Regions from separate parts of the Mus musculus genome. Here all the other regions are linked to region 1. The links are chromatin contacts, called in public Hi-C, HiCAR-type, HiChIP or PLAC-seq, capture Hi-C and promoter capture Hi-C maps. All regions are on one chromosome and are shown on one strand. Each heading gives the region's core, a stretch centred on a gene start, on an enhancer-like site or on the middle of the called end of the contact. The rest is flanking DNA. Distances are from core to core; before and after follow the strand shown. Region 1 holds the start of Nsmce3 (NSE3 homolog, SMC5-SMC6 complex component). Region 2 holds the start of Klf13 (Kruppel-like factor 13). Region 3 has its middle 9.1 kb from the start of Gm39024. Region 4 overlaps Gm32633 (predicted gene, 32633). Region 5 holds the start of Tm2d3 (TM2 domain containing 3). Region 6 holds the start of Tarsl2 (threonyl-tRNA synthetase-like 2). Region 7 overlaps Fan1 (FANCD2/FANCI-associated nuclease 1).

Region 1 (4,074 bases), core at 476-2,975:
ACCACATCTGTGGAGCATCACTGTGTCGTGAGAGGTTTAGAGAGTACAATGGCAAAATTGATTTAATCTTAACTCATTACAGAGAACATGGCATTCATTCACTCATGAGGACAAAGCCCTCTTCAGTGGGGGGATTACATTTCCAACATGCAAGCTTTAAAGGACACATTCAAACTGTTGCAGCCTCTGCCATTGCGACCAACCTTTGATGATGTCTTCGTAGACCCTGTATGGAATAGAAAGTTACTGCTCAAAGCTCACTAGATTTCAGAACACTTGAATCACAACATGGGGTGGGATTTTATATTAGCATTGCAGGTCCCATTATCAGAGTGCATTTTCATATTGAATTATAAACAAAAATTTTATGCTGCTTACATTTAATGAAATTTTAATAAGGCCATGTTTTGGTGTTATTATTCAAATAATGTGATCTGAATTGCTTTCCTCTGAATATATTTGCATTAAGGAGGAAATCAATTTGAGTTCGTTCTCTGAATAGTTTACCTATTTTCTTGGTAGCTTTAAAAAAGAGAGAGGAAAACTCAGTTCCGTTGTCAGTAAATGGAGAAGAAACCCATTTGCTGAGATCCACAGCAGTAATAGCAACAGACTGCTGATGGTTTGAGTTAATGAAATGACTCATTTTGTCTATTAGAGTTGCACAATTTAAACCATCTACAAGCCACACACACCACAAATTATAAAGGATGATAGCTCTTCTCTTTCTTATTGAGATTTTAAAGCTTATATATTAAGAGAGAGAATTAAGAAATTCACATTATTGCTACTCCCAATCATTGGTAACCTAAATTAAATGGTAATCTCTGGAGAGAGCAAGTGCCTCTGGGGTTAGCATTCCTCTAACATGTTTCTGCTAAAATTGTGGATGTGGGTCCGCGGCAGTTTTCCCAAACATGTCTTCCAAAAGGTCAGTCCACATTACCAAACTAAGTCACGTTATTGGCAGTGCTTACGTGGTTTCTCATGGTCATCTAACTGAAATTCAATGAAGAGAATGTGAACCTGAAAATTGCAGAAGTCTTGCTTTTAAGAATAACTTCCCTTACAGACTCAAGGGATTGTACAGAAATTAACTGGCCAGGTGGGAATGAACTCTGCCAAGGACAGATACCGGGACAGGGTCCCCTAGTCTGTCATGTCCCGCATTTGGTGCACAAGTCAACACTTTTTTTTATTTGGGGGGGGGGGGGGGTTCGAAACAGGTTTTTTCTGTGTAGCCCTAGCTGCACCGGAACTCACTCTGTAGACCAGGCTGGCCTCGAACCCAGAGACCTGCCTGCCGCTGCCTCCCAAGTGCTGGGAGTAAAGGCGTGCGCCACCACTGCCCGGTAACTCTTTTTTTTTTTTTCTTGACTTTCCAGATCTTTTCCTCCTCTCCCTTTATTTTCCCACCCGCACACATTTATCCTTTGTGTTCCATAGACAAACTTTGTAGCTTAAAAACTAACCAAAAACTATTAGACGTGTCTAAACAGGTGTGCCCTAGAACTCAACCGCACACTTGCCGAGAAGTTTTGGTTCTTGTTTTCTATTTATATGAGCTCATAAACACCATTCAATTCTCATTAAAACTGGGGATAAAGCCCAGGAGGAGCTGCTGCCAGCGCCGAGGCCCTCCGCATGCGCAGTAGCTATGAAGAGTCCCCGCCCCCGCAGGCTGGCTCCCAGTCGTATCGCTCCGCCTCCCGGACGCAGCGCGCCGGCGACGTGACGTCACGCGCGCGCCGCAGCTTCTCTCCCAGCCTCTGGGGCGCGCTCGCTCGGCGGAGTCTTCTGGCGGTTGCTGCTCCCGATCGCGGCCTGCTCTCCGCCGACCGGGGACATGTTGCAGAAGCCGAGGGGCCGCGGTCGGCCCAGCACGCAGGCTGACCCGGAGCGGGACTGGGGAGGCGCTGGCGAGGAAGGACCCAGCACGTCCCGCGCCGCGGGCGGCTCCTCCCAGGGCTCCCGCGCTTCCCTGTCGGCCCCGACCGTGGGGCCGCGCACTCAGAAGCAGCTGGAGCTGAAGGTGGCCGAGCTGGTGCAGTTCCTGCTGATCAAGGACCAGAAGAAGATCCCGATCAAGCGGACGGACATCCTGAAGCACGTGGTGGGCGACTACCGGGACGTGTACCCCAACCTTCTGAAGCTGGCCGCCGAGCGCCTGCAATACGTGTTCGGGTACAAGCTGGTGGAGCTGGAGCCCAAGAGCCACAGCTACATCCTCATCAACATGCTGGAGCCGGTGGAGGCGGATGCGGAGATGAGGGGCGATCAGGGTACCCCCATCTCGGGCCTGCTTATGATAGTCCTGGGGCTTATCTTCATGAAAGGCAACACCATCACCGAGACTGAGGTCTGGGACTTCCTGCGACGGCTCGGAGTGTACCCCACTAAGAAACACTTAATTTTTGGCGACCCAAAGAAACTCATTACCGAAGACTTTGTGCGGCAGCGCTACTTGGAGTACCGGAGGATACCCCACACCGATCCTGTGGACTATGAATTACAGTGGGGCCCGCGAACCAACCTGGAAACCAGCAAGATGAAAGTTCTTAAGTTTGTGGCCAAAGTCCATAACCAGGACCCCAAAGACTGGCCCACACAATACTGCGAGGCTTTGGCAGATGAGGAGAGTAGGGCTAGACCTGCAACTGCTAGTGCCCCAGCCACATCCTCTTGAACTCTTTGAGTTATGGTCTGAGGGACTCTGGAGATCCAGTATAAAAGAACAGGGGGAATGGGGGTCGGAGGAAGCTTGATTCTGCTACGCATAAAGGCCTTGGAGCGTTAGGATGTGTTGCAGGGTTTTTTGTTTGATTTTTTTATTATTATTATTATGGTTTGGAGCTTTAAATTTTCATTTAATTGTCTTTTTGTTTATAAAGAGTTTTCTAACTTTCTAAACCTAAATGAAATTGTATGATGCCAAACATATTCAAGAAGGAACACTTTGGTAAATTGCTTTGATGTTCTAGACGATAAAGAAACAGGGTAGCTATTATCTTAATGACTAGTTCCTGGGGAAAAATAAAAGTCTTTTTAAAATTGAAAATAAAATTGTTTTAGCTTCTTGTCAACACAGCTTTAAATATACATATTCTGTTGGGTGTGAGCACTTGTGGTCCCACGAAATCTATGTGATGTGTTTTCTAGCATTTTTATATTCATAATCATAATTCTGTTGTCCTATGGGTTCTACTTAAGATTCTTTTCTAGTATAACAAATACTATACTTTTGAGTCAGTTCACCATTATTATTATTATTGTTTCCCTGTTAGAAATTGCGGCTAAAAAGGAAATGTCATGATTCCAGACTTTTTTTTTTTTTCCATGATAAGCTAAGTCAATGGTGTTGCAGAAGTGTGTGAATGTGTATTAGAGCAAGTTGTAAAAATCGTTAGGTCTCCGGTTTATAAAACAGTGTCGTGTCGTATCGATTAACCAGGCCTGATTGGGAACCACACTGCCCAAGTGCAGATCCTGTTCCACCAGAAGAATTTAGCTTGTGTATCTGTAGAATCAAGTGTGCCCTTAAGGTGAATAAATAGGAAACGAGATAAAGCTGAGCAAAGCCCTGGTGTGGAAGAATAGTTCTTTAGAAGAACTCAGGGTGATGTCTGGTGCGGACAGACCAGTGTGAACAAGGCTACCACAAGATGAGGGGCACTTTATGTTGCTATAGGTGAGTCAGGAAACAAGTTCACAGATTCCTTGGAGTTCTTCATAGTATCTGGCCAAACACTGGGCACAGGCAGTAAGTACTGTTGTTCTGAGAAGAGTTGCAAGTTCGTCATCAGAAGAACAAACAGGGTGGCAGTGAGGACAGGTGACTTTAATCAGCCCTGAACTAGAGGCCAACTAGAGGAGTCTGTGGTAGCTACGAGGTCTGAAGGGACGAGAGGGGCTACTGACTGTTGGCTTGTGTTGCAGTAGTGTCCTAGGATGCTTTCTCCAGCTGTGACATACCATGACCACAGGCAGCTTGGAAGGTAAGGGTTTTATTTCAGTTGTAGTCCATCACTGAGGAATCCTGGAGGCTGGAAATAAAGTAGAGGCTATGAAGGAACA
Region 2 (4,074 bases), core at 897-3,396, 930 kb after region 1:
CTCAAGGTAATGCCTCTTGTATATAATATCCAAAGGAGAAAACCCTTTGGGAGACCATCAGGAAGAAAGCTTGGATGGGGTATGTCAGAAGGGTTGATTGATGCAGTTCTATCCTAGAAACCTATAATGTAGGAGTCCAGTGAATATGTATGTCCCAGGAAGGTCCACCGTGGAGGACACCACCAAAAAGTGTTTTTGTTTGTTTGTGTTTTTGTTTTGTTTTTTTGGTTTTTCGAGACAGGGTTTCTCTGTGTAGCTCTGGCTGTCCTGGAACTCCCTTTGTAGACCAGGCTGGCCTTGAACTCAGAAATCCACCTGCCTCTGCCTCCCAAGTGCTGGGATTAAAGGCGTGCGCCACCACGCCCAACCAAAAAGTATTTTATGTACTGCAGAATGCCCCTGGCTGCAGAGGGACAGAAAGACATGCATGGACTGAAAGGCAGTGTAGGGGCCAGCTCTTTCCCAATGAGATGACTGTCTGTGGCATGTGGTGGGAACAGAGGAGCAATCTGAGTCATCACTTGGTCAGGACACAGTCTCTTAAATGCCATCAACATAATCTGCCTGGAACAAAGATGACTACTTTCTGCCAAGTGGAGACCCTCCTACAAAGCCCTGATCCAGCTTCTCCACAAAACAGCAGCCCAATGGTGTGGAAATTCAGGGTGTGTGCTCACACTCGGGGTGTTCAAACGTTAACCTAAAGTTTCACAACTGAAAATTCCAAATTGTTCAGTTTCCTCAATTATCAGAAATCAAAGTCTTTTCTATTTTAGGCTCCCATTTAACTTGGGGAAGAACTTGAAATCAGAGCCATGGTTCTTAATTTTCACCAGTAGTGAGGTGACTGACCCTTCTTTAGCTCACTGGGGTCGACCAACCGGCAGTCGGGTCTCCCTGACTTGGTGGCTGACTTATTTTAAGGTATCATCCACAATGAAAAGGAGAGGCTGCTGATCCTACCCTCACAGGTCAGAGGCCAGTTGCGGCCAAAGTCTTTTGAGTGTGTTAAGATTGGTTCAAAGGCAGTTGGAAGCTACGGGTCTCTCTGATGATGGCCTAGTGTTCAGAGAGGAAAGAACATGAATGTGTGTCTAGACTTTAGAGCAAGGTGGCCTAGTTGGAAGGCCCCGGCAGGACGCAGCGGAGCATTTCCTTCAGAGGCCCAGACAGTGGATGGGTGGGGCGCCCTGGGCGGGGTCCTCGCAGCTGGTGGTGTTTGAAGCCTCCAGGACCGCGGTGGGAGAGGGGCGGCCTGGAGAAGTTGGCAGCAGGCCTGGGGCAGGAAGGGGGAGGAAGGGGCCCCGTGTTCCCTGAACAGCCGCGACCGCAGCCCCAGCACGTAGCTCACTCCCTCAGCATTGGCAGTGGTGGGTCCTGCATCAGCCAGGTTAACATAGGCTCAAGGGCAGTTCGGCCGCGCGGGGGCGGGGCGGCCCCAGTGGTGACAAGGCTCGGGCCAAGGTTGCGTAGAGAACCGGAGCTCAATAGGAGCGGGGTGAGGAGGTGGCTGGAGATGGGCAATGCAAACCCGGCCACCAGAGAACTCCGCTGCGGTGGGGTGAGGCTCGGTAATGTCCCGCCCATAGGCGAGGTCGGCCGCTTAGGTCCCATAGGGACCGATACGCCACCTTGCCCGCACTCCCGGCGGGCGGAGCGACCACAGGGTGTCTTGCTCAGTGTTGCCATCCTCGTGCCACCCACTGCTGCCTGCTCACAAAAGCTCTGGCATGGAAAGGGCCGGCGGGGTTCCCGCTGCGGGAGGCACGCGCCCCAGCCCTGCGCCGCTACACAGCGGCCCGCCACCCTCGGACGTCATGCGTCTGCGCGCCGCGCGCCCGGCTCCGATTTCCGCCCCTCCTCTTGCAGGCCCAGGGGCACGCCCACTGGCGCGCGCAGGTCCCGCGGCCAGTAGAACCCTCTCGAGGACCGGATTGGCTGCATAAAGTACTCAAGAGCCAATGGAGTTCGCGTCTACCACTGGCCACGCCCCTCCTGAGGCGCTCCAGGCTCCCCGCCCCCTTCGTGCGCGCTGCTCCCTGCGGCCGCTGCCGCCTGTAACCTGCGCCGCCAGGATGTGGCTGGGGGCTGACGTCGGGTCCAGATGTGGCCCCGGCCCCGCCCACCCCCGGGGCCGGTCCGCCCACACCGAGCCGCGGCGCGCACGGAGGCTGTCCCGCCTGCCACAATGCACGGTGGAACTGCGACCACAACTTGCAGGGGTCGTGCCTAACGTCGCCTCCGCTCGACGTCCCTAAGACAGGCCGACTCTGACGCCGCACGCGGACCCTCCTTACTGGAGCCCCCCATGCGCTCACCCTCCAGTGCCCGGCCAGGCGGACGCGGAGCCGCGCGGGTGACGGCAGAAGCGGCTACGCGCCCAGCCTAGCCCAGCCCAGCCCAGCCGGAGAAGAGGGCGCGCCGCGCCCCCGCCCCCCGCCGCTCCCGGAGGCCGTGGGTGCGGATGCGCCGCTGACGACTCCTGCGAGAGCACCGCGCGCCCTAGCCCGCAGCATGGCAGCCGCCGCCTATGTGGACCACTTTGCCGCCGAGTGCCTCGTGTCCATGTCCAGCCGCGCAGTCGTGCACGAGCCGCGGGAAGGACCTGAACCCCGGCCCGAGGGCGCGGCCGCCGCCGCCCCCACACTGCCCCGCGTTGACGAGCGCCGCGACGGCAAGGACAGCGCCTCGCTTTTCGTGGTGGCTCGGATCCTAGCGGACCTCAACCAGCAGGCGCCGGCGCCCGCCCCCGCGGAACGCAGAGAAGGGGCCGCTGCGCGCAAGGCGAGGACCCCCTGCCGCCTGCCGCCTGCGCCCCCTGCGCCGCCACCCGGCCCAGAGCCCGCCTCCCCGGGACAAGCAGGCGCGCCGGCCGCGCCCCCCAGCCCCGCGTGGAGCGAGCCGGAGGCGGCATTGGAGCAGGAGCCCGGCCCCGCGGGGAGCGGCGAGCCTGGCCTCAGACAAAGGGGTCGGCGAGGCCGGAGCCGCGCGGACCTCGAGTCCCCGCAGAGGAAGCACAAGTGCCACTACGCGGGCTGCGAGAAAGTTTACGGGAAATCTTCGCACCTCAAGGCGCACCTGAGAACTCACACAGGTCAGTGGGGCGGCGGGGACGCCGCGAACGCGCGGACTAGGGACTGCTTGGGACCGGCCACGCCCCCAGAGCTTCGGGCCCAGCGCTAGAGGGGGCCGGGGCCGAGGGCGGGGAGCCATGAGCTGAGGGCGATCGCAGCCGCGCCCCTGTCCTGGCGCTCTGGCCTCGCGTGACGCTGGCCGTGGCGCTTGGAGCCGGCGCCCTCTCGGCGACCGCGCCCCCATCGGGCACGCCCCCTCCCAGGCTCTTGGGGCGGGGCCGCGGGGGTAGATGTCGTCATCCGGGCTGCGGGCGGCGCGGGCAGGTGCGCTAGAGGTGGTTGGGGGGGGGGGCAGGCGGCGCTCCCTTTTGGGGCGTAGGTGCTCGGGGAGCTGGAGTCTCGCCACCCCTCTTCCCAGGCCTCCGGGCGGGCTCTGGCGAGGGAGGGGCCGGCTGGGGCGGGCGAAGTTCACGCGGGGACAGGGCTCCCTTCAGCCACTCGGCACATTCTTCGTTCTCTTCTTCCTGTAATTTTTCCAGGGCTCTAAGGTTTAATTTGTCGCAACCCGACCCAGCGGCGGCGCTGGCCGACGCGGGGGGCGGTCCCAGTCCTCGCTCCCTACCCCACGGCTCTTTGTGGGAGCCCCAGCCCATCCGGCCGGCGGGGGCGCGCCCGGCCGCAGGGGGCTGCGCTTGCTCTAGGAAGGCGCGCTCCGTTCACTGACCTTTCTGATCCAACTCTCACTTGCTCTTGGGCTGTGTGCAGGCAGGTGGCACCTGTACCAGGGCGGCCGGCCTGAGCCTGAAACCTGGGATGGCGTGAGGTCACTCGCCTCTCTGGTTTCCGGGGACCGCTTCGCAGCTCGACTCTTGGTAGTTGATGTCGAAGTCCGACTTCCCCCCTCCATTTTTGGTGTTAACACAAACATTTAGGGTTGGTTGGGGTTTTTTTGTTGTTGTTTTTTCCTTTTTTGAGCTCACAGAAACTCTTTCGTAACAGT
Region 3 (4,074 bases), core at 884-3,383, 910 kb after region 1:
GACCATTAATGAGAAGTTCTGTCTTTTCATCTGCCCCTGATCCCAGGTGTACTGGATGGTTTTGTGTCAACTTGACACAAGCTGGAGTTATCACAGAGAAAGGAGCTTCAGGTGAGGAAATGCCTTCCATGAGATCCAGCTGTAAGGCATTTTCTCAATTAATGATCAAGGGGGGAAAGGCCCCTTGTGGGTGGGACCATCTCTGGGCTGGTAATCTTGGGTTCTATAAGAAAGCAAGCTGAGCCGGGCAGTGGTAGCGCATGCCTGTAATCCCAGCACTTGGGAGGCAGAGGCAGGTGGATTTCTGAGTGCGAGGCCAGCCTGGTGTACAAAGTGAGTTCCAGGACAGCCAGGGCTACACAGAGAAACCCAGTCAAAAAAAGAAAGAAAGAAAGAAAGAAAGAGAGAGAGAGAGAGAGAGAGAGAGAGAGAGAGAGAGAGAGAGAGAGAGAGAGAGAGAGGAAGGAAGGAAGGAAGGAAGGAAGAAAAGGAAAGAAGGAGAGAGAGAGAGAGAGAGAGAGAAAGAAAGAAAGAAAGAAAGAAAGAAAGAAAGAGAAGAAAGAAAGAAAGAAAGAAAGAAAGAAAGAAAGAAAGAAAGAAAGGAAGGAAGGAAGAAAGAGAAGAAAAGGAAAGGAAAGGAAAGGAAAGGAAAGGAAAGGAAAGGAAAGATGAGCAAGCCAGGGGAAGCAAGCCAGTAAGTAACATCCCTCCATGGCCTCTGCATCAGCTCCTGCTTCTTGACCTGCTTGAGTTCCAGCCCTGATTTCTTTTGGTGATGAAGAGCAGTGTGTAAGTGTAAGCTGAATAAACCCTTTCCTCCCCTTCTGGCTTCTTGGTCATGATGTTTGTGCAGGAATAGAAACCCTGACTAAGACACCAGGTCAAGGTGGGGCTAAGAACTACCAACCGTCTAGTATGGGGATCTCCATCCTGAGGCTGTCTGAGAACCTTGGCCACCAGAGCCCTCATTAGCACACAGAAACGATGCCTCATTTTGTAGCTTCCTTAGGCTTCAGGCACCATGTGGCTAGAAAGGCAAGAAGGCCAACCACAAAACTCTCAGCCAGTTCCCAGCAATTGTGACAGAACCATCTGAGATACCATACTTAAAAGTGGGAAAATCGATTCCAGAGCTCCTGTTTCTTTGAGGTGTCAACCGATGGTTACTTGGCCTTGTTAAGTCTTCAAGCCTGTGGCACAAAGAACACAAGGCAGGAAGTGTATGGGTGGAATGAAGGGGCTGTCGTCTTCATGGTGCCTGGCAAAGCAGGGACAGGAAGGGGCCTGGGCCTCAAGGATACATCTCCAGTGACCCAACTTCCTCCTAGTAGGTCCCCTTTCTTAAAGGTCCCACCACCAAGCAGAAACATCCAGCTGGGAACCAGACCTTTGAGGGAACACTCCACATCTGAGCTATAACACCCCACGTGCAATGCATGCTGTCTGGTGTCTGGAAGGGAAAGGAATGTGTCTGGGAGCTGCACACAGACTCCCCTTAGGGAAAAGCTACCATTTCTTCACTTGGTCTCAGTGGAGGGGGGCTGTCTTTGTATGGATTTGTCTCTGCCTGTGAGACCCACTCATGCCTGAAGTTCAAGGAAAGAGTCAGTGACTTGGGCAGGAGGTTCTTGCTGTTTTACTCAGATGTGAAACTGCGCTTCTGGGTAAGTTGAAACCCTGACTTTAGGGGCTTCTCTCCTCCTCCAGCCATGGTGGCCCAAACTGAGGCAGGAAGTCAGAGCCAACTGGTCAAAAAAAAGGGAGTGGGGGTGGAATGAGGGAGCTGAGGCTCCAGCCAACTCCTCAAAGCCCTGCTCTGTCCCTGTGGTCCTTCTCACAGGAAAAAATGTGACAGTCAAGCTCCTGTGGTATAAGAAGCCTGTGACAGAGACAAAGGGATAAGGTTCTGGGTAAAGCTGGGCCTGGTTGCTGAGAGCACAGAGGGACACAGAGGGAGGGAGGTCTTAGGGGTACTTTCTCATTCTGCATGGCTCCTTAACTAGCTGGGCTTCCACTGTGTGGGTCAGAAGGAAGGATGCAGAATCCAGCCCAGAGGAAGGCAGTGGGGCACACCCATCTGGCTGCCACCCACCCTCTGTGGTCACGTGCTGTGCCTGCCAGCCAAAGGTCCACAATGCAGCTTTGTGTGGCAGCTGGCTTCAAACACACATCAGTGTCTGGGTTAGCCCTGGCTGGCCAGCAGTACCAGTCCTGGAAGCCAGGGATGCCAGGCTAAAGAGGGAGAATGTACCCTGCCAACTCCTCCAGGGCCTGGGTCAGGCGCTCTCCAGGAAGCCCATGGGTGGCATCCAGGATCCTTCAGGGAACACCCAACACCCCTAGGGCCTATATATGGAAAATAGTTTGGCGACAGTGCATCAGCTAACAGGGTCTGTACGCACAAGGTCCATTTCCCTGGCCACTCAGCCACGACAGAACCATCTTGAGGATTTCTCCAGATAACCCCAGCCCAAAAGGAAGAATGAGAAATTTAAAAAGACAGTTTTGATACGTTTTCATGGTGATGCATGCTTTTATTTTTTATGAGTTTTTTTTTAATGTTAAAACACATTTTATAGATGAAATAATAAAGGCTTGATAGAGTATTTGTGAAAGATACTGAGAAAATTACATTGGTGATTCTATTTTCATCTGCTTAAAAATTTTAACTCGGCCAGGCGGTGGTGGCGCACGCCTTTAATCCCAGCACTTGGGAGGCAGAGGCAGGCGGATTTCTGAGTTCGAGGCCAGCCTGGTCTACAAAGTGAGTTCCAGGACAGCCAGGGCTACACAGAGAAACCCTTTCTCAAATTAATTAATTAATTAATTAGTTAATTAATTAATTAATTAAAAAATAAAAATTTTAACTCATGGATATATCTGGACACATGCCTTTAATCTCAGCGCTAGGGAGACAGAGGCAGAGAGATCTCTGAATTCAAGGCCAGCCTAGTCTATGGCCAGCCAGGAGTCACATAGTGAGACTCCAATTTTAAAAAAAACAAAAAACTTTTTTTTCTTCATGAAAATTGGCATTAATAATCCATAGTATGGCTGGGCTGGCTGGGTGCATTGAGAGCAGATGCTGGGTAGTCAGATAGGTAAAGGGGTTTCGTCAGCCCCCAGCAGGGAGCGCAAGGTACCTGGGCTTCCTGAACCCCGTGCACAGTGCTGGGACCATACACTCTCCCCTCTAGCTTATGGGGATGGAGATGCTGGTGACTAGCTAGTCCACCCAGTGCAGAAAGCACCTGCTTAGGTTTTCCTCAGCGGATGGAGGCACCCTGCATTCTCTCTGGCTCCGTTTGTCTGAGTGTTGTCTTCAAAGGGACGATTGGGTATGAAGGAGCAGAATTCTTGCCTGAATAACTCCAGTAAGGCCACCTGGATCTAAGAAACAACAGCCCTCCCCTGGCCTGTCCCCATCCCTACCCCACCACTCAGCCTCCTAGGGGTAGCTGTTCAGTGTACACAGGATAGCCCACCTGCCTGGATGCCCAGTGGGAAGCTTTATCACCAGTTCTGCAACTTCACATCACAGTTTTGGGTGGGTTGTTTGTTTGTTTGTTTTTCGAGATAGGGTTTCTCTGTGCAGTCCTGGCTGTCCTGGAACTCACTCTGTAGACCAGGCTGGTCTCGAACTCAGAAATCTGCCCAAGTGCTGGGATTAAAGGCGTGTGCCACCATGCCGGGCTTCACATTACACAGTTTTAATGGCCTGCACTCCCAGGAGATTTCACCAGGCTAGACAGTGGTCCCCCGAGCACCAGGGCCACCAGGGGTTCTTCCTTGATGGTGTGCTTAAGAAAGGAGTCTAGAGGAGGGGCTGTTTAGCTTCTTCTATTTGAGGGCACAGCAGCACATCACACTCCATTTAGAAATGCTCTCATATTTGTATTTCCTTTGCCTTGGGTTGTATGGAAATTCTTAAAAATGCAAAAGGCCCTTTTTACTCCAGTCTTCTGGTTTTTAACTACCTCAGTTCTATGGATAGTTTATGTCCAGACCAGTGGAGACAGATCCAGCTCTGAGTGGCTCCTTGCTTCTGAAAAGCCAGTACTGACATCCCTACTG
Region 4 (4,074 bases), core at 1,085-3,584, 860 kb after region 1:
CTCTTCCTAGATCCAAAACCACTGTACAGCTTCTCTCCCAATGGAAGCTTCCTTCAAGAGACCCTGGCAGGGGCAAACCCTGGGCTCTGGCTCAGGGGCACAAGTCTGACTGTTCATTACACAAAATTCCTAATGAGAATCCTCACCCCTATGTGGTATTAGCAGGTGAGGCCTCCGGGAGCAGGGCCCCCATAGTTAGAATAGCGCCCTTGAGAAAGGGGCTACAGGGGATCTGGGGAGGAGTTTGGTTGAGTAGAAGGACTTGCTATGGAAGCAGGAGGATTTGAATTGGAATCCCCAGCATGTAAAAAGATGGAGATGTAGTGAAGGCATATTTAACCCCAGCACCCCGTGGGCTGATAGAAGGGGCATATTTACCCCCAGCATCCCATCGGGTGATAGGAGGGAATACCTGGATGCTTTCAGGCCAGCTAGTCTGGTTATTCAGCAGTTAAGGACAAAGAAACACATCTGAAAATCAAGCTGGAAATGTCCTCCTACGTGTCACAGTGACCGAAGTGCAATGGAGCTACTGGGAAGAAAATCCATCTGCGGTATTACCCAGGAGCGAACACCGCGTGCTACAATACCATCCGACCAGGCAGGACAGAGGACGGTGAGAGGAAGGTTATGGGGTAACCAACAACTCTCTGGTTAGATTTGAAGCCAGCTCCATAGGATGAAATTCATGGCTGGTACTATAAGTCTAGCGAAAAGCTCTGAGGTCAGAGGCGCAAGAGGAGAATCGACTATACTGTTGCCTTTTGAAATGGAACTGTTACAAAATTGCTTCCTATATATACTATGTTTATACTCATGAATCCATTCTGCCTTCCCACAACCTTAGCCAAAGGAACTTCTCTTTGCTATGGTCATGAGTTAACGTAAAAACTCCTAACTGGTCAAAGTGTTGATAATAAGTGATTACTTAATGTTGAGTGAGACAGGTCTGCATGAACGACTCCCTGCCTGCGACTCCCTGCCTACCGAGGCTCAGGGAACTTTGTGAAAGAAGGGGTTGAAGGAATCTAAGAGCTAGCAGATAAGGAGGTATGCTGTGAAGTGCTGTCATCTCTACACAGCATGGCACTGCACCTATGAGCTCTCTGCCATGATAGCTATCTGCACAAGATCAGTCAACTCTGTGTGTGTGTGTGTGTGTGTGTGTATCTTTGTGTATGTGCCTGTGTGTGTGTGTGTGTATCTCTATGTGTGTATGTGTCTGTGTATATATGTATCTGTGTGCCTGTGTACATGTGTGCCTGTGTGTGTCTCTCTCTGTGTGTATGTATCTCTGTGTGTATGTCTGTGTATGTCCATGTATATCTGTGCCTATGTGTATCTGTGTGTGTGTTTCTGTGTGTATCTGTGTCTGTGCATATGACTGTGCATCGTGTGTGTGTGTGTGTGAGCAAGTGTGTGTGTGTGTGTGTATAAAAAGTGAGTGAGAAAGAGAGCACATTCTGTAGGAAGGGAATGCTGGGAGGTACCTTGTAGAAGTGGGAGAGAAGGGAAGAAGACCTGGGAGTGGGTCTGATCAAGACACATTGTTTATATGTACAGATTTTCAAAGGATGAAAGTTTTTTGGTTTTTGGTTTTTTGCTTTTTTTTTTTTTTTTTTTTTGGTTTTTCGAGACAGGGTTTCTCTGTATAGCCCTGGCTGTCCTGGAACTCACTCTGTAGACCAGGCTGGCCTCGAACTCAGAAATCTACCTGCCTCTGCCTCTCAAGTGCTGGGATTAAAGTCATGCGCCACCACTGCCCAGCGAAAGATATTCTTTATAGAGACAGGGAGAGAAGAATTTTTCTCAAATAAGCTACAAAGTGAAAACCCACATTTGTGATTTTCCTCTGACCTTCCCAGGCATGTCCTGCCATGTGCCGTATGTGCCCACGTGCACACAGGCACAGACACAAACACGCACGCACACATTCACACTGAGAACAATAAAAGGGAGGGGGTAGATCCCTCAGCCCTTCCACCATCCGAAGACTCTGAGACAAGCACCAACTACAAAACAGGAAGCCTACAGTAGAATCATCGCTCACCAGTGCCCCAGGCCCCAGCAGTGTGCAGGTTAAATCCCTGCTGTTTATAAGTTAAGTTAAGCTGGGTGGGGTCTGAGATAGTCTGTCGCAGTAGCACCAATTACCCAAGACATGGGTATGTGCTCTTCCTACCCTAGCAGCAGAAGCACACACACACACACACACACACACACACACACACACACACACACAGCCTTCTTCCTTTGCTTCTCCAGCCCTCTCCTCTCAGCAACTCTTTCATCATCCGGCCTCCGCACTCTCTCTGTAGCCAGTTCCCATGTGAGGCAATCGGGCACTGACTGTTTTTCCTGAGCAGACACATACTGACTGACTCAGGGAACAGACCACAGAGCTGGATCTCTGCGGCTGGGCTCGCTCTTCTCCTCTTTGACCATGCACGTGGAGATGAACTCATTGACCATGGGAAACGAGGCACTGGGTAGTCCTTTGATTATTACCTACAGTTGCTCGGGCAGAAGTACCAGAAAAGGCGAGGCTTCGGGACAGGAAGTTGCCACTGTATTCAAATGTTATGGTAAAGCTGGTGTCTGTGAAGATTGTGTGGGCGACTTCTGACTTCCCTCTAAGAAACTGTGAAGGAAAGATAAAGAGGGCAATGACCAAAGCAACAGCAACAGTGAGGAAGGGGAGGAAAGGAGAGAAAAGGAGAAAAGAAAGAAAAGCAAACAGAGGTGACCATAGTAAAATTAGAAACTCATGTTTAAAGATTTATTAATAGATTAAAAGCTGAGGCTGGGGAGAAGGCTTGGTGATAAAGTGCCTGCTCTCTGTGTGAGGATCTTAGTTTAGTTCCTCAGTTCCCACAGAAAAAGCCAGGGCTGGTGGTTGTGTATGTAGCACGGCCTCAGATGTCAGAGTCAGAACCAGATGGAGCCCCTGGGCTTACTGGGAAGTCTGTCCATCTGAAAAAGTGAACTACAGGTAAGTGAGAGAAGCCATCTCAAAAATCAAAGTAAGGAGCTACAGGGAAAGACACCTAACATTGACCTCTGGCCTCCATATGGCGTGCATGGGCCACTATACCATATAGACCAAGAAAGAAGGAAAGGAAGGAGGAAGGGAGGGAAGGAATGAGGGAGGAAAGGAGAAAGGGAGGGAGGGAGGGAGAAAGGAAGAAAAGAAGGACAGAAGAATGGAAGGAAGGAGAGAAGGAAGAAGGCATGCATACATGTACAACTTGGGGGCGTGTAGAATATTTACAAAACACATCCAAATAAAGGGCTGATGTCTACAATATGTAAAGAGGTCTTTAGAATCAATAAGAAGATTGTAGAAAAGCTGAGGACACAGTTGAGTGGTAAAGCACTCACTTGGCATAAATGAAGTCTTGGGTTTGGGCCCAGAACCATAAAAGGGAGTGGAGAAGCAAATACTTCAACGGGGAAAGAAAACATTAAAGGCTTAAGTGGAAACTTCATGAAAGAACATCTCTGAATGGCTAACAAATCTGATAGGGAACTCAACCCCATTTCTTCAAGGAAGAATTTAAACTACAGTGTATCATCGTGAGACCATCTCATCCACAACACTTCATGAAAAGAGAGTCAGGCAAAAGCACATGCTGGCAAGGATCCTGAGAGACTGGGGCATGGCTCGCAAGAGTGTAAACTGGTATGGATCTTTAGGAAACAATCAATCTTCAATTATCCAAAAGTTTAGGGACTTGACCAGCAATTTTGCTCCTAGGTGTACATCCAAAATGGATGAAAAAAAAAAAATCCCTACACAGCCAGTACTCACAGCAATACTGTTTATAAGAGGTCCAAAGTAGAAATAACTCAGAGGCCCTCTCAAATGATGATGGGACGAGCAAAGTGTGCATCTATTCAGGGATACATGTCCATATTTGAATGGAGAATGAAGGAGACTTGTCATTGAAAGAAGCCAGTCACAGAAGACCATATATTATCTGATTCCATACATATAAAAGTCTTTGAAGAGAAAAATTCATATGAGATACAGAGTAGGTCTATAGTTGTCCAGTACTGGGGTTAAAAAGGATG
Region 5 (4,074 bases), core at 493-2,992, 820 kb before region 1:
GAGAACAGCTGATTCTCTACGGATGGTGAGCAAAAGAACAGTGAAAGGCAATTTTCAATGGTGGCGAGATCAATCAGCAAGGACACATGTGCTAGAATGCAAACAGCTTGGAGTTGGGGTCAGTGACACCTGCAATCTAAGAGGGTTTCTGTCACCAGCTGGCTGTGACCTGCTAACTGGTGTGATTAGTAAAACGTCTCTCCTTCCTGCTTCCCACATGGCCATGAAAACTATAAGTGCTCATTGAGAGACAATGTGGGCCCAGGTCAGACCCAAGAGCTATTAGCACAGAGGACAAACTAAAGCTTGGATAAGGCAGAGTCTATGCAAAATACCAGAGGACATGTTGGACAGAACTGGAACCAGAACACACAGCTCTCCAAATCCAATCCAATGTCCTTTCCAGCAAAAGTTACTGATGGAAAAATGAAGCCCGGACACGCCCCCTTCGGCGCGCCCCCACCACAAAAATGACAACACCCTCAGCCCTCCAATTCTAGAAAATACTGGTGTTAGTATATACGTCGAAATAAAAATCTGTGAAATGCCTCTGCCAGTTTCAAGTCCAATCCCTGAAATAATAGGACTCCAAACAGATGAACCTAAAGAGCTAGCGGACAGTTAGCAAAACAGGAATACTTGGAAGTGACATGAAGTGGCTAACGCTATAAATACCATTTCCCACTATTGTTCCTATCTCCATGTGGCCCGAGGTTGGAAGGTTCAAATCACAAGGCTGAAAAGGCCTTAAATCAAGATAACTACAGTGGCTGCAAAGGTGAGGAAACAAAGATCCCTCAAAGCCCGATCTCACCCGGATTATCCTCCAGGTATCTATCCAACCTTCTTAACCCAGCACATCATATAACATTAGGGAAGCATTGTAGAGTTCGGTGTTTGGTTGGTTGGTTTTTAACTCAAGGGAAAACAGTACTGGCTAAAGAACTGGAAGAGAGTGGAAAATAAAAAATAAACAGAAACGAAGAGTCCTGTAAGGCTGGATGAAGAGGTAAGTCATAGATTTCAAAAAGACCAAAACTGTCTACTGAAAGCGGCTGTCTGCCCTTAATTTACATATCTAAACAACACCACATCTAACAGCCAAAACCAAAAGGCGACTTCTTATACTAAAGAAACCTGTATCGAAAACAAAGGGGGGCGGGCAACTACTCCTTATAAATATGCACATTTACTAGAATAGAAAACGTCTAGTACCTGCTGCCCTGGGAACTACAGAGAATGTACGTGTTGGGCCCGGATCCTTTATTGCCTGAGCCAGCGGCTGCGAATGCTCTAAATTTAAGGATCCTACAATTAGAAAGGCATGTTATCATGGGATAGGATACCCTTGGTTTGTGTGCTTAACAGGTAGGGGCTGCACTGGGCATCTACGGCTCAAGAAACGGAAATGACGGGGTCGACTGGGGTTCTGGGCTACCGACTCAGGGAACACCGGTTTTCGGGGCGGGCTGGAGCGCAGTGCTGCGGCCTCGGGCTGCGGCGCCCAGGCGTCGGTCGCCGGCCTCCTGCGGCTCCGGGGACCCCCTTGCCACCAGCTCACCCGGTGCGGCCCCCAGCCTTGAACTCACCATCTCCCGACAGAATGTAGCACTGGGACAGGAAAAGCAGCACGCGGGACAGGTGGCGGACAGACCGCAGCGGCTCGGCCGCAGCCTCCATTTTTGTCGCTGCGCGTGCGCACTTCCGGGCCAGGAGGCGGGGCTGTGGTGGGGGCGCGCCGAAGGGGGCGTGTCCGGGCGCGGCCCGCAGGCGCACTGCTGCGGGGCGCCGCCGGCGGGTGTCATTGCTTCCCAGCTCGGAGGTTGGGTGGTCTCCTTGTCGCCGTGCTCTGAGTGCTGTTGGCCAAGGGAAATGAATGAAACTGGGGACCCGCAGCAGCAGGAAGTAGCTCGGACCAGAATAGCCCCTCACTGCCTTTGAAGAGATGCCCTTCTCTTTCCATTGGGAGTCTGGGAAACGGTTGTGATGCGATGTGGTTAGCCCATTTTAGTTCCGCTGACCCATGAAGCCAGGGAAGCAGCTCCAAGAGTCCCATGCACCAGGACCCAGGGCTCCTGCCTTAGGTTTTACCACAGCCTGTTGGGGGACACGCGGAGTTTAGAGTTCCTCTGAGACTGGAAAAACAGGTTAGGTCTCAGGGCCTGGGACAAGAGCCAAGTGTGTGGAATTTTCACGTAGGAGCAGAGTCCAACCCCAAACTGGCCAGGAGAGCAACCTCGAGGAGGGGGAGCTGCTCTCTGCAACCTACGTTGTTTCTATGGCATATACTTCAGGAAGCATGCTGTTGGTATGTCTCTCTCTGTTGACTTGCACTTTGGGGTCCCCAAATTCCCACTTGCACATCTGATAAGTGAAAAAGTACATGAAATGGTGTTCGGCGCACAACAATCCTGCAGTAAATGTTAGCTTTAAAAATGGTTACAATTCGCACCCTACACCCTCACACTGGTTTCATCTATGATGCTTCACTCTTCATGTTCAGGAGAATCAATAATATATCAAAGACTGATGCTTCTCTGCATCTAATTTGAATTCTGCTGCACCTAGTGAAATAAATCTGTAACTAATTTCTCTTTGGCATAACGGTATTTTAATTAAGTGCCAAGACAATAAGGTTGAAATCGGAACTACAGGGTCTGGAGAGCTGAGTCGGCAGTTAGGAGCACTGGCTGCTCTTCCAGAGGACCTAGATTTGATTCCCTGCACCCACCTGCGGCTCACAATCACCCAGAACTACAGTTCCAGGAATCTGGCACCCTCTTCTGACCTCTATAAGCACAAGACACTCTTGCAGTGCCCAGACAACAGACAAAATACCCATGCACACAAAATAAAAATAATTTAAATATATCAGAAATGCAGTCCAGAGGCACAGACAGGCAAATCTCAGTGAGTTCTAGGCCAGCCAGAACTACATCGTGAAACCCAGTCTTGATTTAAAAAAAAAAAAATCAGAAATATACTCGATTCAACATACAAGTGAAACACCCCAGGAAAGCAGTGGTTCAACTCCAGGCAAGCGTCCAACAATGGAACATACCGAGGCTCTAGAAACACCATGTGATGCATTTTATTTAGGACTTTAGTGTTTCTAAAGATAAATATAATGAATTATGATTAGAAGCATTAAAACTGTAACTCTTAACTCACAATGCAAATAACAGATTGTACAAAATCTCTTTGAGGTTTCATAGTCCTTTGCCACTAACAGGATATTAGTACTTCTCTTATGATTGCACACTAAATGAAATAGCAATTCCAGCTTTGGGCATGAGTTTCAGTGTGAACTTTAGTAAAGCAGCCATAAAAATACCTGAGATGTGTGTATTAGAAAATAAGACATCTCCCCTCCATGTTACAAAAGGGCCATGGGCTTTTATTGAAAGCCTATTCCTGTCATTGTTGGGTGAGAGGTGGTGGCTGCTGGGGATGGAGCTCAGGCCTCATACATGCAACGCGGATGCTCTGGTCACGAAGCTACAGCCCCCAGGCTGGAAGCACATCTTTTGAGAAAGAAACAAAGCATGATTTCTGATAATTCTCGCTAGTGTTCCCCTCTTTGAATGGACACCATTTTATCACTGAGGTCTCTGGAGTCTTGATAGCTTGCAAATTTCTCCAGCTTCTCCTATTTAGTCTCAGAACACAACAAATTAAAATTTTGTTTATATCAAATAATCACTTTTCCTTCTTAGGTTGAACTCATTAGAGCCCTACAAGTGGCCCTAGGGTTCTTAGAAGTACTAATATCTTAAGTGACAGGGAAAATACATTTCAGAAGTCAAAACAAGGTTATATAGAAGCCCAAGGAGAAGCCTTCAGAAGTCTTCCTCGGCATTTAGCGTACGTGATTTTTTGAGGTTCTTCAATTTTTCAATGACGGAAGCTATTGATATTTCTCCATGAATTTTGTTGTCTCTTGTTCGAACATTTACTGCATTGTTGATCTTTTCCTTTTCGCCAACCACTGTAGAAATGAAAGAGAAATAAACATTTTTAAATGAGTGATTTACCTGCCATAAGTTAACGTCATTTGATACACACCCGAGTTTC
Region 6 (4,074 bases), core at 741-3,240, 770 kb before region 1:
CTAGGTACTCCTCCTTTGGGCCTAACAAGTGCTGGGTCTCTATAAACCCTTGCTGGTAGAAGCAGGAAATATGACGTCAGAACTCTATTATTTCACCTTTAAAAAACGTGGAGAAAGTGGGTGGTGGTGGCCCACCCTTTAATCCCAGCCCTTGGGAGGCAAAGGCAGGTAGATCTCTGTGACTCTGAGGCCATCCTGGTTGACAGAGAGAGTGTCAGGACAGCCAAAGCCTTGCTACACCATGTAACATTGCATAGATACACTGTAAATAGTGGGAGAGAGAAATGTCCATGGGTATAGTATTCAAAGACCTTAGGTAAGAGGGACAGAGAAGGCCTGTTTCAAGAAAAAACAAAAAACAAACAAACAAAAAAAGAAAAAACTAAAACAAAAGAAAGAGAAAAGAAAGAAGGAAAAGAGTAGAGAGCCCTTGAGCCAGTGGCTAACTTGACTCTAAGAGGTTACTGGTGTGGTCCAGACAATTTCACCAGTAACTATGTCCTTACCCTACGTCCCGCAGACCCAGGATTACTAGTGAACATTCCATTTCTACAGCAGCGACTTACCTCCCGGCCAGGCTCACTCTGCTTCAGCCTCTTCTTCTTTGTGTCCTTCTCTTGGTTTTGGGTAGGAGGCTGAAAGATAATGGGAGGCAAGAGCAGTACATGAGAAACCCGGGGAAGGAGGAAACCCAGAGAGCTCACGGCAGGGCCCATGGTTGGAGAGTCCCGGCTGGGCTGTGGGAACCAGGATCTACTTATAACCCTCAGGGATCTGGTTTCAGAGTTCAGCCCTATCTGTCCGAGCACATTAAAACTGGGGGTGTAGCTCAGTAATAGAGCACTGCCCAGTATTCACAAGGCCATGGGTCCCATAGCCTGCAACACACACAGTCTCTGTGTCTCTCTGTCACTCTTCCCTAAACTTTAAACAAATAATGTCACTGGAAATTGTGGCTGCCACCAGACTCTTATTCATTGCACTATTTCATTAGATGTTGCCAGAGCAAAAACAAAACAAACAAACAAAACAAAAACCAAAAACCCCTCAGTTTTAGAAAGCCTTTAGAACTTAGAAAAAAAATTCTTCTAATTTGTTACTTAATAATCTTCTAAAACATGAAAATACTGTAATCAAATACTTCTGTTAAATATACAGATCACATATAGGCCTCAAAGCAAACCACCAAAATAAGACAGTAAAAATAACCTGTCTTCAGATAGCACAGAACCAGCCAGCAGAGAGAATAGAAACTGTTAGGTCCTCTTCTCCAAGGATACTGTGACTCTTAAACACTGAAGCGGCCTTTTAAAAAGTTTTTATTTGAGACAGCGTCTTCTCATATTGCCCTGGCCGACCTGATTCTCAATATTTACTCCAGGCGGGCCTTAAATTCTCAGCCATCCTCCTGCCTCAGCCTCCAGAGTTCTGGATTAGAGGCATGCACCTCAGTTTGATCTGCTACTGGAGGGAAAAAATGTTGTTTGCAGTCTGTCCAATGAAGAGCTGAGAAATTATACCAGCTGGTCAGTTAGGAGGTTGGTGGAAACCTAGCGGTTCCCCAGGCCGTGGGCAGTGGGCAGGGCGCGGGCGGGGACACACCCTGCAGCCCTGTCCGCACCCGGGTGCAGAATTGGAACCCGCTGAGTGCGTACTCCTGGGCCGCCGGTTACCTCGTGCGCCGCCGCTCGCCCGGCCTCGGTGCGGCGCTGCTCCGCCAGGCGCAGCCGCAGGCCACACAGGCGCTGGTGCAGGTCGCGGTTCTCCGCCTGGAGCTGTGCCACCTCGCGTGTCAGGCGCGGGCCCTCGGCTTGGCCCCGCTCGGGCCCGCGCAGCTGCTCGTCCCTCAGGCGCTGCACCTCCGCGCACAGCCAGCGGATGTCCTCCTCCTGCCGCTGCAGGCGCGAGGCCACCGCCTGAGCCGCCAGGGCCTGGGCCGCCATGGTAGCTTCCCTGTGCCACCTGAGCCCGCCAGCCCAGCCAGAGTGACAAGGAGACGGGGCGGGGCGGAGCTGAAGGACTTCGGGAGGCGGGGTGAAGTGGGGGTGCATCACTATATGGGGCGGGGCGATGGAGGAAGAGGGGCGGGGCTGGAGCTGGGTATCCCTGCATGGGGCGGAGCGATGCACGGGCAAGAGGCGGGGCCATATCGGGGCAACTGTGCAGAGGCCAGGCGATGGGCAAAGAAGAGGGGCGGGCTATAGGATAATGAAGGGCGGGGCAGGAGTGATGGGAGGGGCAAGGGTAGGCATCATTTCAGAGGAGAAGCGATGAGACAGCGCGGCATCATCGCTGGGGAAGATGAGACGGCTGAGCAATGCTTCATAAAACAAGGAAAATGGGCAGGGGAGTGTGGCAGGGAGCACGGGCAGGAACACGGCCAATGTTGGGTGCACTGCAGGATTGAGAACTACGCTCTGGACCTAGGCAGCAGGAGTGGGACCACCGGATGGGCATCTTTAGCGTTTGGAGGCATGTCCAGGTGCTACTGGAAGTGTGTTCAGTCTAATGAAACTGGAGTTTGAGATATTGAAGCCCAGAGGAGGTGCGTCTCTTGACCAGATTGTCCAAACCGTTAGCAAAGCCTGATGGATTTCTTTCATTCCCCTCTTAAATTCTTGCAGTCACCACACTGTGCAAACAGGTTCTGAAAAGCGGCCATTGAAAATAGACCTTCATGCCAAGGCTGTGCAAATACAGTGGCACTTGGCAAGGACACACAGAAGAGCACTACAAAAACTTCAGCCTGGCCAGCACAACATTGTTCACTATTTGAGTCTAGAGCAAATGCTGTTTATAACTGTCTTAAGATTATTTTAAGTAGAAACATTTGTGCTATCGGACTTTGGAAACAGTGGTCCGCAAAGAATTAAGCTCTCATCCTGGAGCAGGAAAGGGCTGAAGCCCTGCTGCCCCCTGGGGGAGGAGTTGCCCTAGGAATTGCTGGACAGACTGGAACTAAGCCGATGATGGAGCCACACCTCCACCACTGGCCTCTACTTAAACTTAAACCTCATATTAGCACCCCAATGACGGGCTTGGGGTAGGTGGCTGAACCCCTGTAGCTGTTCATCTTCCCACTGTAACCACAATGAATAAATCTCCTTTCTCTGCTTTTTATTGTTAACTGTCATTTTAATTGGCATGTTTCAGAGGGTTAGCTGAGCTTATGTCGTTGAAACTTCCAGAAGCCAGGCTTTGACTCTAAAGACTCCAGTAATAAGTTCACACATGACTTTGTTTCTCTTATAACCATGAGCAAGAAGCTTCCTGTGGCAAGAACAAAAGTTGGCTTTTACTGTTCTTAAGTTCCTAGAATGTGCCAAGACATGAACGAAGCGATTTGGAAATAGTCACTTCTTAAATCTTCATTAAAAGAGATGATACCATTATACCCATGTATAATGCAGAAACTAAGGCACAGAGGGTAGCATTTAGTCAAACATGTCTCATGATGTAATCTAGGTAATGGAGGCAATAAGAGTTCCAAAATAGGGTTTATCTTGGGGTGGGATAGTTCAAGGGTGAGAAATTACTCTGAGAAATGGAGTCTGGGTAATGTGAGCAAGGTGGACAGACAGGTGGATAAATGTAACTCTGGGGAATAGGTGGAAGGAGCTGAGGAGTTAATCAGATTCACAGATCACTCCCAGCAAGAGATGCCATTGTCTTCCATGTGGAAATTGAAGACCTCTTCTGTGGGAAGAAGAGGCACAGCTGGGTGCAGTGGTGTACATCTGTACAGCACTCCTGGAGGTGGAAGCAGTGGTAGTGGTGGATGGGGGTAGCCATCAGCTTAAAGCTAGTCTGGGCTACATAGCAAGATAAAAAAAAAACTAGAAAGAAAGCAGAAGGGAAGAAGAAAGGGGAAGAGAGAAACAGAGAGGCTAGGATAGCTCAGTGGTGAAGTGCTTACCTTACAAGCATGAGGACCAGAAAGTGATATCCAGCACTGATGGATAGACACAGGTGTATCCCTGGGGGCTTGCTGGCCAGCCAGCTTATCCTAAACGAAGAGTCCAGGTTTTAGTGAAAGGCTTTATTACAAGGTAGTGGGTTCCTGGGGAATAATAC
Region 7 (4,074 bases), core at 1,130-3,629, 520 kb after region 1:
TTGTCATGGAGAGTGGAGACGGCGCCAACCCCACCACAGTCCTGTGTTCTGTGGAGGAGCTGGCCCTGGGTTATTACAGGCAGAGTGGCTTTGACCAAGGTAAGCTGAGCAGTGCTTCCTGCATCCTAGCCGGTCAGTCGGGGAAGAGTGTTGCAGGATGGCTCATCAGTAATGGTGATGCTCTCCTCTCTGACCTCAGTAGCAGCCACAGCTGACTAGAGGTGTGTGAAAAAGAACTGGGTTGGTTGTCAGGGTGTTTGTCTCTTGGTGTTTGGCCGTTATTGTTGTGCAACTGTGCCGGCTGTGTGGATGGTGCTCTGTGATAGGGTGATCGCTGTAAGGAGACTGCCTTTGCTACCAGAGGCTGGCATTGGGGAGAGATGTGAAGGAGGACAGAGAGTTGTCCTGTAAAAGGCTGCCTGGTAATGAAGCTGTCCTTGAGGGCCAGGATGGATGCATCTGAGGGGCATAGATATCTCAGTGGGCACATGGTAAGTTCATAGGTGTGAGGAGCTTGAGAGGAAATCTGCTAGCTTCCAAGAACACAAGTGTCGGAGCTGAGAGCCTGGTGGTCTGTTGCCGGTGGAGAGGAGGGTGCTGAAGGGCCTGCTGGTTTGCCCATTGAGTGTGAATGTCCACTGAGAAACTGCTGTAGCGAGCTGACCAATGCAGAGTCGTGAGATTGCCTACATGCTACTGGCTTCAACAACAGCTGCACAGCCACCACACGGCTTCGACCCTGAGTCCTTTTGCCACGGTGCCCCTCACATCACTTGTCCTCCTGCCATGCTGCCCTTAGGGCTCTGGGGTGCTTCATTACATGATACACACTCAGACCCTCAGCACACCTCCGCATTCCTGACTTGGTTGTTCCTGGGCCTTCTGTGCCAGGCAGGCAAGCTCTTCTTAGAATTCGCTGGCCTGTGTATAGGCGGCTCTTGCAGGGGCCATTGGCCACAGGATGCCTCCTGGGAGTGGGATAGCGAGGCCACAGTGTCGTGGTCCGATGTGCGTGGGCAGAGCTGAGTGTTGGTACAGTCACGCAGAGTGACAGCAGCTCTGGCTTCCCTCGTCAGTGTGAGAGACCTGCTGCATTACAGGCGTGAAGAGGCTTTTGGTTTTAAATAGTGCATTTCTAATGTCAGTTGGCAATTCCTTGAGTTTGTACGTTTCCCGCTACCTGTTTCTCTCCCCGTTTTAGCCTTTCTTCAGAGTTTGTCTCAGAGAGTAGACTTACTGCAAGTAATGCTTTAGAAGTGGAAGCTTGAGCACACGCCCTCTAATTGGAAAAATCAAATGTCCACCCCAGGCCCCTTTGTAAAACGTAGTAATCAGGAAAACATAAGTCAACCCTGGAGGAACGAAATAGAGCGGAAGCTCCCTGTCGGCACCAGAGACAAGGAACGCAGTGGGGTAGGCTGTCAGGGTGGTCTCCCTGGGTAGCCAGCTGGCCAGGAACTCACTCTGTAGCTCAGGCTGACCTCCAACACACAGAGATCCACCTGCCTCTGTTTCCTGAGTGATGGGATTAAAGGCACGTGCCGCCACGCCTGGCTTACTTTATATTTTTAAGGACTGCTTTGTGGTGGACAATACTCATCCTAGTGTTGTGAGATGGTGGCGGTGGCCGAGAGTATGTGCTAGCCACACCCACTCAGCATCTCACATCCTCCTCTTCCCTCTTGCCTCTCCCCCTGGATCTAACCAGCCAGCCCGAGATGTCCACTCATTGTGCTTGCTGAGGAGTTCTCATGGGGACAGCCAAATCCTGTCCTTGTGCAGCGAGCCTGAAAAGCTTAGAGATGTAGGAGGATGGAAATTCCAGGCCCTAGGTGATGTCACAGACATGTCAACTGTCCCAGCTCCTGGCCAGAGGAATTCAGCACAGGAAAATATTTCCAGTTTATCCAGGAGCTTGAAAAACAGCAGGGAATTCTTTTTCCAGAACATAAGATATCTCCACATAAGATGTTTTAAATTTATATTACATTCTAATATATTGGAAAATTGATATGACTTGCTGCTGGGTTCTATTGTAGAGGGATTTATGTAGAGGAAATTTCAAACCCTCCAGGGGAAGCTGTTTCTGAATAGATCAGGAGGATTATTCCAAAAAAATGACTTCAGTCAGAATTCAGAGCATAACAGCGGTCAGGAATGAGTCTGACCTCCGTGTCAGTGATGGAGCGTTATTCACACAGGGATGGAAACCTGGAAGTTAGGTCCAGCTAGCTTTCTTCCCGGCAGGCCAGAGCCTGGTACCTTGATGTGAATGCTCTTGGTAGCTGGAGGGCTTGTTTCAGCCAGGCTGAGCAAGCCCTGTTCACTGCATCCTTTTGTACCATGGAAACAGGCCACAGGGAAGGGAGCCAGAACTAGGAGGGAACAAACAAGGCCCTGCACAGCTCTGGAGTTCAGGATAGAACACAGCCACAGGCTACAGCCACAGCCTCCCGGTTGGCAGGAGGACCAGTGTGCCAGCATTTGACTCCCACGTTGCTTTCTCCCCTGTGCTCCCTGGGAGCTTTGCTGCCAGTGTGAGCATGATAGGAAGGCGGAAAGATGACCACATAGCTGTCTTCCTTTGCTGGGCTGTTTGTGGCTGTGCAGAGACACCCAGCTTAGAGAGAGGAGCTTGATAAAGCAGCACTCGGGGACACAGGTCTGAAGTTTATACCAGGACCTTCCTCTCTCCACACCGTGCTGCTGCCTTGCAGTGGCCTAGGACCCAGCTGTTCAATGAGGATGTCTCCTGGTGATTGTGTCTTCAGCACGAGGAGGCACCAGAACTAGGTGGTCTTTACAGATGACGGTTTCCGTAGAAGCCTTGCATATCAGCAACACCGTAGTAACCTCATCAGGCCAAATTGGCTTTATGAATGGTGAGCCCTGTGAATGGAAAGAGTGTTGGGTAAACCTGAGGCTGCGGGGCTCTCTCAAATGCCTGGCCTTTTGTCATTCCCTCTTCGGGAATCATTTCTTGTAGGTTGCCAGAGGCCTGTGCCAGAGCCTGCTTATTGAGAACCACTGCTCTGTGACCTTCCAATGCCCATTTGAAGTTTTCTCCTTAAATAAAGCTTCTATGTGCAAAGAATATAGTGTGAAGAGCAAGCTGGAAGTAGCATGTCTTTCAGACATTCTAATATCTCAGTTCTTTCCCTGAAAGAGAAAAATTTACATTAGGTCATCATGATATTCTTTTTTATTATTACTATTAGATATTTTCTTTATTTACATTTCAAATGTTATCCCCACTCCTGGTTTCCCCTCTGAAAACCCCCTATCTTCTCCCCTCTCCCCCTGCTCAACAACCCACCCACTCCCACTTCCTGGCCCTGGCATTCCCCTACCCTGGGGCATAGAGCCTTCACAGGACCAAGGGCCTCTCCTCCCATTGATGACCGACTAGGCCATCCTCTGCTGCTTATGCGGCTGGAGCCGTGAGTCCCTCCATGTGTACTCTTTGGTTGGCATCACAATTTTCTTAAACAACCAGATAAAGCAGGTGTTTTTCTCCTCCTGTGGCGCTGCTGTAGGGATTCATGGAGAAGGGTCCACCTTCAGCACCCTGTGTGGCCTCCTGCTGTGGGATATCATCTTCATGGATGGAATACCAGACGTCTTCAGAAATGCCTACCAGGTAACTCCTAACACCATCGTGCCAGGGCCTCTCCTCTGTATGCCTGTGCCTCACGCCTTCCTCTGCACCAGGGTCTCAAGCCAGCAGCAGCCTGGCATTTGGTCATCTTTGGGCTTTACCCTCAGTAGTACTAATTGCATTGGAAAAAAAACCTTTTGTTTTTAAACAGGAACTAGTAGATCTTAACCCCAAGCCTAGTTTCCCTTCAGTATTACATTTGACTCAAGCACCGAGAACCCTGAGCTGGGCACCTGGCCTCATGCCAGCATCCAACCAAGCGCTCTCACACACAGTCCCACCAGCACCGGATGGAGCTCAACCAATTCCACTCAGGGCAAAAACAATCACTAAAAACCCAGGCTAAGATTCCTTGAGTCTGATAATTTTAACTCATCTCTTCTGAGGGGGAAAAAAATGTGTCAGCCAATTGGCCA

The links. Promoter capture Hi-C pulls out the DNA fragments that hold promoters and counts their contacts. Hi-C and Micro-C count contacts between places; a contact is called where the count stands out from the background. HiCAR-type assays count read pairs that join an accessible place to other places. HiChIP or PLAC-seq counts read pairs in DNA pulled down with a chosen protein or histone mark. Capture Hi-C pulls out chosen DNA fragments and counts their contacts.
Region 2: a promoter capture Hi-C map of liver shows a contact between it and region 1, with 2.9 times the contacts expected there. The contact joins the promoter of Klf13 here to the promoter of Nsmce3 in region 1. A contact is called at or near these places in 4 of 39 promoter capture datasets (the 3T3-L1 cell line, liver and pre-B cells), 2 of 115 datasets of contacts at active chromatin or transcription factors (astrocytes and thymic regulatory T cells) and 1 of 9 other capture datasets (liver).
Region 3: a HiCAR-type map of astrocytes shows a contact between it and region 1, with 2.8 times the contacts expected there. The contact joins the enhancer-like site here to the promoter of Nsmce3 in region 1. A contact is called at or near these places in 3 of 39 promoter capture datasets (the 3T3-L1 cell line, liver and pre-B cells) and 2 of 115 datasets of contacts at active chromatin or transcription factors (astrocytes and embryonic stem cells).
Region 4: a Hi-C map of B cells shows a contact between it and region 1, with 10 read pairs. The contact joins the enhancer-like site here to the promoter of Nsmce3 in region 1. A contact is called at or near these places in 1 of 39 promoter capture datasets (pre-B cells), 1 of 484 Hi-C or Micro-C datasets (B cells) and 1 of 115 datasets of contacts at active chromatin or transcription factors (bone marrow-derived macrophages).
Region 5: a contact with region 1 is called in a capture Hi-C map of embryonic stem cells, with 2.6 times the contacts expected there. The contact joins the promoter of Tm2d3 here to the promoter of Nsmce3 in region 1. A contact is called at or near these places in 3 of 39 promoter capture datasets (the C10 cell line, cranial neural crest and pre-B cells), 1 of 484 Hi-C or Micro-C datasets (CD4 T cells), 2 of 115 datasets of contacts at active chromatin or transcription factors (memory CD8 T cells and thymic regulatory T cells) and 1 of 9 other capture datasets (embryonic stem cells).
Region 6: a contact with region 1 is called in an H3K4me3 HiChIP or PLAC-seq map of pro-B cells, with 5 times the contacts expected there. The contact joins the promoter of Tarsl2 here to the promoter of Nsmce3 in region 1. A contact is called at or near these places in 8 of 39 promoter capture datasets (the 3T3-L1 cell line, the C10 cell line, embryonic stem cells and 3 more), 6 of 484 Hi-C or Micro-C datasets (B cells, CD4 T cells, the G1E-ER4 cell line and 2 more), 10 of 115 datasets of contacts at active chromatin or transcription factors (astrocytes, embryonic forebrain, embryonic stem cells and 4 more) and 3 of 9 other capture datasets (adipose tissue, embryonic stem cells and liver).
Region 7: a promoter capture Hi-C map of hippocampal neurons shows a contact between it and region 1, with 3 times the contacts expected there. The contact joins the enhancer-like site here to the promoter of Nsmce3 in region 1. A contact is called at or near these places in 11 of 39 promoter capture datasets (the 3T3-L1 cell line, 3T3-L1-derived adipocytes, the HPC-7 cell line and 8 more), 1 of 484 Hi-C or Micro-C datasets (cerebral cortex) and 2 of 115 datasets of contacts at active chromatin or transcription factors (microglia and pancreatic cancer cells).

What each region holds. Positions count from the first base shown.
Region 1 is chr7:64,870,691-64,874,764 of GRCm38.p6, reverse strand. Nsmce3 (NSE3 homolog, SMC5-SMC6 complex component) reads left to right here and starts at 1,725. Exons shown (of 1, transcript NM_023239.5): 1 at 1,725-3,083. The coding sequence starts at 1,847. The coding sequence ends at 2,686. All of the region lies in intron 2 of Fam189a1 (family with sequence similarity 189, member A1), which reads left to right.
Region 2 is chr7:63,936,987-63,941,060 of GRCm38.p6, reverse strand. Klf13 (Kruppel-like factor 13) reads left to right here and starts at 2,146. Exons shown (of 2, transcript NM_021366.3): 1 at 2,146-3,094. The coding sequence starts at 2,515.
Region 3 is chr7:63,963,405-63,967,478 of GRCm38.p6, reverse strand. No RefSeq gene overlaps it. Among named protein-coding and RNA genes, the nearest start is that of Gm39024, 9.1 kb to the right of the region's middle. Within about 2 kb of position 2,133, at least 105 of the 459 cell types and tissues checked have an H3K27ac peak or open chromatin away from gene starts, as enhancers often do. A contact at or near this core is called in astrocytes, where this site is marked.
Region 4 is chr7:64,010,216-64,014,289 of GRCm38.p6, reverse strand. It overlaps Gm32633 (predicted gene, 32633), which reads right to left. Exons shown (of 6, transcript NR_169109.1): 4 at 2,509-2,641. Among named protein-coding and RNA genes, the nearest start is that of Gm32633, 25 kb to the right of the region's middle. Within about 2 kb of position 2,334, at least 172 of the 459 cell types and tissues checked have an H3K27ac peak or open chromatin away from gene starts, as enhancers often do. A contact at or near this core is called in B cells and bone marrow-derived macrophages, where this site is marked.
Region 5 is chr7:65,691,085-65,695,158 of GRCm38.p6, reverse strand. It overlaps Tm2d3 (TM2 domain containing 3), which reads right to left and starts at 1,742. Exons shown (of 5, transcript NM_026795.3): 1 at 1,590-1,742; 2 at 1-16. The coding sequence starts at 1,680. It overlaps Gm33234 (a long non-coding RNA gene), which reads left to right and starts at 1,717. Exons shown (of 2, transcript XR_391545.3): 1 at 1,717-2,308. Tarsl2 (threonyl-tRNA synthetase-like 2) reads right to left here. Exons shown (of 19, transcript NM_172310.2): 19 at 3,066-3,988. The coding sequence ends at 3,840.
Region 6 is chr7:65,642,814-65,646,887 of GRCm38.p6, reverse strand. It overlaps Tarsl2 (threonyl-tRNA synthetase-like 2), which reads right to left and starts at 1,990. Exons shown (of 19, transcript NM_172310.2): 1 at 1,674-1,990; 2 at 567-635. The coding sequence starts at 1,943.
Region 7 is chr7:64,349,601-64,353,674 of GRCm38.p6, reverse strand. It overlaps Fan1 (FANCD2/FANCI-associated nuclease 1), which reads left to right. Exons shown (of 14, transcript NM_177893.4): 10 at 1-99; 11 at 3,537-3,640. Among named protein-coding and RNA genes, the nearest start is that of Fan1, 22 kb to the left of the region's middle. Within about 2 kb of position 2,379, at least 60 of the 459 cell types and tissues checked have an H3K27ac peak or open chromatin away from gene starts, as enhancers often do. A contact at or near this core is called in cerebral cortex and hippocampal neurons, where this site is marked.